Linked DNA regions of Sus scrofa: region 2 is linked to region 1. Evidence: chromatin contacts called from public HiChIP or PLAC-seq data. All regions are on one chromosome and are shown on one strand. Each heading gives the region's core, a stretch centred on a gene start, on an enhancer-like site or on the middle of the called end of the contact. The rest is flanking DNA. Distances are from core to core; before and after follow the strand shown. Region 1 holds the start of PDGFRB (platelet-derived growth factor receptor beta). Region 2 overlaps CAMK2A (calcium/calmodulin-dependent protein kinase type II subunit alpha).

The links. HiChIP or PLAC-seq counts read pairs in DNA pulled down with a chosen protein or histone mark.
Region 2: an H3K27ac HiChIP or PLAC-seq map of skeletal muscle shows a contact between it and region 1. The contact joins the enhancer-like site here to the promoter of PDGFRB in region 1. A contact is called at or near these places in 2 of 5 promoter capture datasets (fetal skeletal muscle and liver), 23 of 47 Hi-C or Micro-C datasets (adipose tissue, alveolar macrophages, brain and 13 more) and 1 of 2 datasets of contacts at active chromatin or transcription factors (skeletal muscle).

The regions. Positions count from the first base shown.
Region 1 is chr2:151,190,558-151,194,473 of Sscrofa11.1, forward strand. PDGFRB (platelet-derived growth factor receptor beta) reads right to left here and starts at 2,261. Exons shown (of 23, transcript XM_021085013.1): 1 at 1,655-2,261.
Region 2 is chr2:151,245,283-151,249,198 of Sscrofa11.1, forward strand. CAMK2A (calcium/calmodulin-dependent protein kinase type II subunit alpha) reads right to left here. Exons shown (of 20, transcript XM_021085017.1): 20 at 3,074-3,916. Among named protein-coding and RNA genes, the nearest start is that of SLC6A7, 26 kb to the left of the region's middle. Within about 2 kb of position 2,054, at least 60 of the 83 cell types and tissues checked have an H3K27ac peak or open chromatin away from gene starts, as enhancers often do. A contact at or near this core is called in adipose tissue, brain, fetal skeletal muscle and 5 more, where this site is marked.

The DNA.
Region 1 (3,916 bases), core at 1,011-3,510:
GGCCTTGGTCCCCGGCAGACCTCGGCCTAAATGCCACCTCTGCCGGCTGTGCGACCCTGGGAAAGTCGCAGCGCTGCTCTGACTCACTGGCCTCGTGCTCAAGGCAGGGCTCACGACAACACAGACGCCAAAGGCCTGCGAGGGCCCAGGGTCTGTGCCCGGCACAGGGGAGGAGGTGACAACGGGAACCAGCAGGTCCCCAGGGGCCGCAGCCTCAGGGCCCTGCTGCTCAGGGCAGGGGACGACCGCTGGACGTGAGGTGTCACTAGAAGGGCGGTCGCAGAGGCAGGGGACTCCCTCCTGGACATAGAGAAGCATCCGAAGGATCCCCGCGAGGTTCCGGGCAGGCAGCGGAAGGAGGGTGGGGGCACGCGGTCTCCAGCGAGTCCCTCCCCTCATGGCCACCCTTTCCCAGCCCCACTGCCCTCCTAGGGACACGGGGACCAGAACCCGAGACGGGGAAGCCTGGCGCCTGCCATGTCAACAGACGCGACAGCAAGGCTGCACAGAAGGGCATGGCAAGCCTTGGAAGAATGTAAACCCAGAAAGGCTGCCTGGAGGAGGCAGAGGGGGGAGGTCCCTGGAGGAGAAGGGCCGTGGTGACGAAGGGCCTGTCCACAGGCAGGGTCGCGAAAATCCCTCCTGGGATCCTGGGATCCGACTGGCAGGAACACCAAGCCCGAGCCTGGAGGGTGGGGCAGGACGCGTCCTGACTCCCCAGCTCCGCCGCCCACCAGCCACGCCGCACCACTTTGTGGCTGCTCTGAGCCTCAGTCTCCTCCCACGTAAACTGGGTACAAAACCGGACCCTGCCTCTGGAGTTGCTGGTGCGCGTTACACGGGACCGCGCGTGTACACACCACGCGAACAGCAAGTGGCCGTGGTGGCAGCCGCTGTCAGGAGCCGGGGCTTTCTACAGGCACAGAAAAGGAACCAGAGATCAGATTCGGGCTTGGGGGGAGCGGAGAAGGAGGGAGACCACCAGGAGGCCTGAGCAGCTGCCTGGGACTGGAGGAAAGCGCCCCACAGCCGATCCCCCTTTTCCAGAGAGGAACCCCCAGATCCGACGGTCGGATTCCAGACGCCCAGTCTGGGCTGCGGGACGTGACCGCCAGGACGGGCCTGCCGTGGCCCCATCGCCTTCGCACTTTCCCAGCCGCTGGGGGTTTGGAAGGACACTTTAGGAATCTGGAAAATTTGCAAATCCATTTAAATCCTGAGACGTTGCCTGGCGGCTGACTGGCCTAAAGCCAGACAGACTCTCAGGGACAAGGCTTGGGCCTGGGGACAGAGGCTGCGAGTCTGAGGTCCCTGGTCCACGCACCCTGCCAGCCATCTCCCAATTCCTCTCTCACGTCCTTCCCGCTCTCCCTGCCCCTCCCGCAGGCGGTTCTATGCTTTGGAGGCGCCCCTGCCCCACTTAGCACCCAGCAACCTCTGGGGTTTGCTTGGGGCAGGAGGCGTCCACCCCAGAAGCAGCCGGAGCAGGAGGGAGCTCGCTCCTCCGGCCCTGAGGTCGTTCACAGCCTCCTGGCCACCTCCCATCTGGTTTTGTTAAAAATATTTTCCATTTTTTGACCTACCCAACAAGGCGCAGTCTGGGACAAGGGGACAGGACCAGGGGCTGGGCTTCTCTCCTCTTTCCGGCACTTACCTTGCTGCTGATGCCTCCTGTGGTGTGGGCAGGGTCCTGGGCTCTGGCTGCCGCCCCCTCCAGGAAGACCTCCACACCGCCTACTCTCTGCTGTTACCAGAAAGACGTTGCTGGACCCGAAATGGGGCAGCAGCGGGCAGGGAGGCCGTGAGGACGGCTGCAGGCTCCCGGAGCCCCGGGAGAACCGAGGGAGTCGGGGGCTGCAGGGGTGAGGAGTGGCCTCACTCCGAAAGCATCCTTCTGGAGCAGCCGGGCTGCCAGGAAGGGCCGCCCTGGTCTGGCTGCTGCCTGGTGGCGCTGGTCAGGGGGGCCCGGCTCCCTCCTCCTAGTCCCTCCTCCTCTCGGGCTCCAAGTGGCTCACAAAACGGTCCTGGGTCCCAGACGGGGTGGGCAGGGACTGCGGGCTGCTGGCTGCCCCGGGAGCTCACACCACTGTGGGCTTGGCTGCCCCCCCACCTTGGGGGAAAGGCTGCAGGGCGGCCTCTGATTGGCTCAGCTGGGAGAAGGGGGCCGGAGCGGGGAGGGTGGACGCGTGCGTCTGTTTTCAATTTTCAGCCCCCTCTCTTCTCCCCCAAGTTTCTTGTTTTTCTTCCTCTTTCCCTCTGCTGCTCCCTCCCGTAGCCTGCTCGCTCAGGATGTGAGGGGATGTTTAGAAATTCCGCAGCCCACGCCAGCCAGCGGCTGAGTCACTTTTATTAAAGAGTGGCTGGCCCCACTCGCCTGCTGCCTGTCTCGGTGGCAGCCTCCCTTCGCCGTGGCGCCTGGGGGCGGGTCCCTGCTCTGTGCTGGGCTCTCCCGTCTGCAAAGGGAGCCCCGATAACCTACCCGGTTGACTCAGTCCCCATCGGTTCACCTGGGTGCACTTCCTGTGCTTCAGCCCCGCGCAGGGGTGGGCGGCCATCCTCGTTAGGGCGGGGGGCTGAGAGTGGAGAGTGCACGAGAGAGGGCGCTCGCCGAGGCCGGAGGGAATTGGAATGGGCTTCGCAGGAAAGGGGGACATAGACGAGGCAGAAAGCCCTTCTGAGGCCACCGGTCCCTCCTCAGAGGAAGAAGTCGAGACCCAGGCGTGAACAGCAGAGAGGGAGAGCGACCCGCCTAAGGACACCCAGCAGGCTTCCGATTCCAGGCACCTTCCTCCATCATCCCCAAACCCTGGAGTACCAGAAAGGGTTGATCCCTCATGGTCTAGACCAGGAACTATAGCCCGCAAGTGAGTGTCCCAAAGTCACAGCTACGGCGGAGCCGAGCCGGGTCTCACGCGCGACGTGATGGAGCAGAAACAGGCCATCTGAGGCCGACAGCTGGCCCTCTGCAGTGTCACCAGGCGCCCCCACCCACCTTCTTCCTGGGTCCCTCTCGCGCATTTCCGCGTCCGGCTACCTGCCCTTTCCGTGCTCCCGGCCCCTCTGCTCCTCCACGCCGAGATCCGCCAGGGTGCCTCCAGGAACCCCGGGCCTCTCACCCTCACTCCTTGAACTCTCGCGTCTCAGGTCAGAACACGTCTCTAGGCACAGACTCCTGGCCTAAGGACATCATTTGCGAACAGCTTAGAGAGGAGTTCCTGTCGCGGCCTCAGTGGAAACGAATCCGACTAGTACCCATGAGGATGTGGGTTCGATCCCTGGCCTTGCTCAGTGGGTTAAGGATCCACCGTTGCCGTGAGCGGCGGTGTAGGTGCAGACACGGCTCGGATCCCGCGTTGCTGTGGCTGTGGTGTAGGCCGCAGCTACAGCTCTGATTCGATCCCTAGCCCGGGAACCTCCATATGCTGCAGGTGGGGCCCTAAGACAAAGTAAATAAATAAATAAATAGGCTTAGAGAGTCGAGTGAAGTCACCCCCCCACCCCACTACTGTGCACACGGGGAAACGGAGCCCCAGGGAGGGAAGAGAGGCGTCCGGGCACCCAGGTAGAGCCTGACTCTGCCCAGGGCTCCTTCCCTGCCGCCCTCTGTCTCCCCCCCGCTCCCGGGGCTCCCAGGGTCCTGTTCTGGGGGGAAGGGGTACCTGAGGTAGGGTTTCACCGTAACCTCTCCTGCGGCCATTCCTGGCTGTGGCCCGTGGGGGTCGCCCAGCAAAGCATCTGGGCTGGGCCACACTGGGGAGACGGGCTCAGTCTGGCTCCAGGCCGCGGGGTGGGGGCCACAGGGCCTCCCCAGAGAAGGGGCCTGGCCTAGGTCGCTGGCAACGTGGTCCTGGGGGATGTGGAGGACGCCAAGGGCCACAGGGTCCAGCGAGAATGGGAGGCATTTCCACCCGAGAGC
Region 2 (3,916 bases), core at 804-3,303, 55 kb after region 1:
GGGTTGGGGGGGAGTGGAACAGGAATAAAATCCTCTAGGCCCCCGAGCCTGGCTTTGACCTTGACTCTGCGGATCCAAGGGCAGGGTCTCAGGGAGCTTCGGGGCCTGGGGGGATGGGAGTCAGGCCGGGAGGGGCCGCTGGTCAATATTGACCTGGCTGAGTCAGGGGAGCGGGAGGGGGAAGCGGGAAGGCCGGGGTGGGGCCTGCCGATAACTGGACCTTCCAGCTCCAAGTGGGACCGTGGGAACCTGGCGGGGTGGGGGCGCGTGACGCAGGATTCCCAAACCGAGTCCGGCCGCCTGGAGCCTGGCCAGCCCCGTTTCCTAGGCCCTGAGGGTGGGGCCTGAAGGATCTGTATTTGCAGCAAATTCCCTGGGCGACTCTGAGCAGCCAGCCCAGTTCCCATACCGGAGAGCACAGGTCCACCCCCGCTGTTGCGATAAGGAGGAAACTGAGGCCCAGCGAGGAAGGGGCCTCAGCCAAGATCACGCTGGGACAAGGATGACAATCCCTTTTCCTTGAGGGGGGGGTAGTCCACTTCCGGGTGACTCCCCCCACACCCGCCCAGGGCCCTGGCAGGGACGGGCCTGGAGGGGGGCCAGGGAGACCCCAGCGGCCCAGGTGGAGAGGGGAGGGTGGGGCTGGTCCCAGGAGGAAGGGCAAGGAGGAGGGACCGTTCCCACAGGATGGGACCTGCCCCACTCTGCCCTGTGCAAACACTTCCAGCCCGGACTGGGGAAGGCTATGCTCACGCCCTTGGCAGGCACGCCCCTGGGGCGTTCCGGCTCCTTCTCCCCCAGCCCCCACCGGGCCCACGGCTCTAGCTCTCAGCGCAGCTCTCACCTGCACCCTCCCGCACCCGTCCCGCACCCCTCCCACTACTGAGCCTCCACACAAAACCCCAGAGCCCCGGCCGCTGCCATGGCCCTTGTGCTCCTTCTCTCTCCCTCCCCCGAGCGCTGGTTCTCACTCTGTCGGTGGCTTCAGGGACTCCTGGGGACAGGAGACAGGCTGGCTCACCTCCACGTGCCCTCAGAGCCCAACGCGACTGCAGCGTGCCCTAACAGGTGCTCCCAACTCTGAATCTCACCTCCCTCCCTGGGCCGTGTTCGGCAGGTGCTTTCACTTTGGGCACCACTGTCTCCTTGGTGGTAGAATGAAGAGAAGGGTAGTGCCCAGCAAAGGGTGAAGTGAGGGTCCCCGAGGGTCATGGTGCCCAGCAAAGGGTGACGTGAACTCGGTGGTGAGGGCAGGTGTAAGGAGGTTGGCGGGCCTGGCGCTTGGTGTCAGGGTCTGCCGTTGGCATTGCCTTGGCGGGTGGGTTATCCGTGCTGCTCCACGTGCTCTGGCAGCACGCACGCGTCAGGGGTGTGCTCCTGGAAGCATACCAATACCTCCTGCTGCACCCCGAGCCCACCGCCTTCAAGGAGCCCACGGTTTTGCAGACGTTTGCTCAGGTTCAAACCAGTGAACCCGGGGAGGTGGGGAGGGGGTCAAGCGACCCATGGAGGGACCTTATGGGGGGGGGGGCCCTTCCCGGAGCCGGTCCTGAAGGAACTGCATCCCAAAGGGTGCGGAGGCCTTGCTGTGCCCGAGCAAGGAACTGGAGGCCAGCCAGCCCGGCGCAGGGTTTTGGAGAAAAGGGCGGTGAGGAGGTGGGACAAGGGGTGTGGACAGCGAAGACGTGAGGCAGTGGCCAGGAGGGTCAGGGGTCAAGAGAGGGGGCTCCTGAGAATCCCAGCCACTGCCATGGCGTCCAGAGATGGGGGCACACACCGCTGGGGGGGCCCTGGAGGGAGCAGAGCTCTGCTGTGCAAGTCTCTGTCCTGCGAGAAGCCTCTTGGCCCCTGAGCCTCACTTTCTTCATCTTCACATCGGGGCTCGTGTAACTTGGACAAGAGGCGTGGAAGCCCTATGCGAGCTGTAAAGGATGGCGCCCGTGAGGTGGCCAAGGAGAGGCTGTCTCTGGAGGCCCAGCTCCCTGACTTCGCAGGCTCAGGGACCCCACCTCCCGCAACGTGCTCCTGGGCTGCCACCTTCTGGCAAGTGTCTGCAATGGCAGCCCGAGTCCTCCAGCCCTTCCTCTGCAGTCGGAGAGCCCAGGGCCCTTAAAGGCTCAGGTCCAAGCAGTCCCGGGGCGCCGTGCCAGGTTCCGGGGTCCCTCTGCGACTCCACCCCTTGCCCTTTTCGCCTCGCTGCCAAGGTCCTCTCATGTGCAAGGGGCCCATGACACGCGCCCTGGTGGCCTCAGAGGCTGGCCCCCAGGGACCCAGCAAGTGGCTGGTGGGAGGATTCTGGAGCCAGACCTTGGAGCAGGGTCTGGAGAGGACCTTGGGCTCCAAAAGGCACATCCCCCAAAGCTGCGGGCCCAGGCCTCGTAGCTGGGGCCTGGCTTACTGAGACCGTCCCCTCTGGTTCGCCCAGGACTCTGGGTTCCACACTGATCATTCCCGTCAACACACAGGACAGCTGGCGGCCCTGTCATAGCCTGAGGAGGGGCCAAAGCCTCCGCACCAGCACCCCGGCTCGGCCCCGCGGCGGCCTGGGGCCGGAGGACCAAACTAGTCTCCAAGGCGGCAACGCCCCCCTCCCCTGCTGGGGCCCCGCCGCCCTCCCCCTCTCCAGCCCAAAGCCCCCCTCCCCTACCCCGTCTCCAAACCCCTCCCGGGCCCGGGGGGCTGGTCTCCGAGGTAGAGCGGAGGAAAGAGGGTGGGGGAGGAGGGGCTTTCTGGAAAAGCCCGTGTCACACAAGGAAGCCGAGGCCGGGACGAGAGCCTTGTCCCAGGCCCCCGGGGAGGCTCTGCTATTGGCCGTGGGTGACAAGGCACGTCCACCCCTTGCTCCGTCCGGTTAAGGGCCCCCGATGAGCGATGAGCGGAGAAGAAACCAGCCGCGCCCCTGCCTCCAAAGTGGAGGCACCTGGGCCGGGCGTAATCTCACAGCGATTGGCTCAGCCTTGAGCACGTGACTGCGCCGGTCCAATCAGAATGAAGCCCTGGACTTCACTCTCGCAACGGGGAAGGCCCGGCAAACCTCCCGCCACCTGCTTGACCGAGCCCAGGAGACAGCGAGTGCACGGAAGTTTGTAGCTTTTTATTGCACTGAAAACACCAATAATAAAACAGACACCCCTTCTTCCCCCCAGCCCCACAATAGCAGAAAGTTTGAGCAGTGGTCATTCAAGTTCACAGCCACATGTTATAAAAAAAGAACGGAAACAAACCCCCAAACAAATAGTAACAAAGAAACCAGCACGGGGAATCTGGCAAACACATCCCCCAGAGGGTCCCCCTTTGAAGGGAGACGGGAGGCAGTGGGTTAGGACCAGCCCTCGCTGGGCGCACCTCCAGGTGAGTGCTTTTAAGTCACGGACTCATCTTAAGTCTGGAGTTTTTGCATCGACGGGATGTTTGCCTGCCTGGTAGAGTGAGCGCTGGGCCGCTTTGCCTGCCAGCCTACCCTGCCTTCCACCTCGAGGTCACGCCAGTAGCCTGTGGGCCACACTGGCTGGCTGCCCACCGCCAGGCACGGCCACCTTGGCCTGGGGTAGGGACCCACTTCTCTAGCGTCCAGAGAGGGGTACGGCGGACGGGAGGTGGGAGTCCTCCAGCTCAGCTCCCTCTGGTGGGAGCTGAGGACCACAGCAGGGAAGGGGCTCATCCATGCAGCAAGTCTGGTCGGAGCCATGGATGGAAGCCTAATAACCTGCAAAGGGTAGCTCTCCTCGCACCCACCCTCCCCGCAGTCCCTGCTGATCAGCAGTGGACAGGCACCAAGGAGAGGGAGGGGCAGGCGGGGCAGGGGAGGGGGACTGGCCAGGCGCGGAAAGGAACAGCGGTTCAGCCAGTGACTCACCCTGTCAGCTCCCACGGGTGGGCGGATGGGCTTCGCTTCTCCATCCTGTTTGATTCCCCC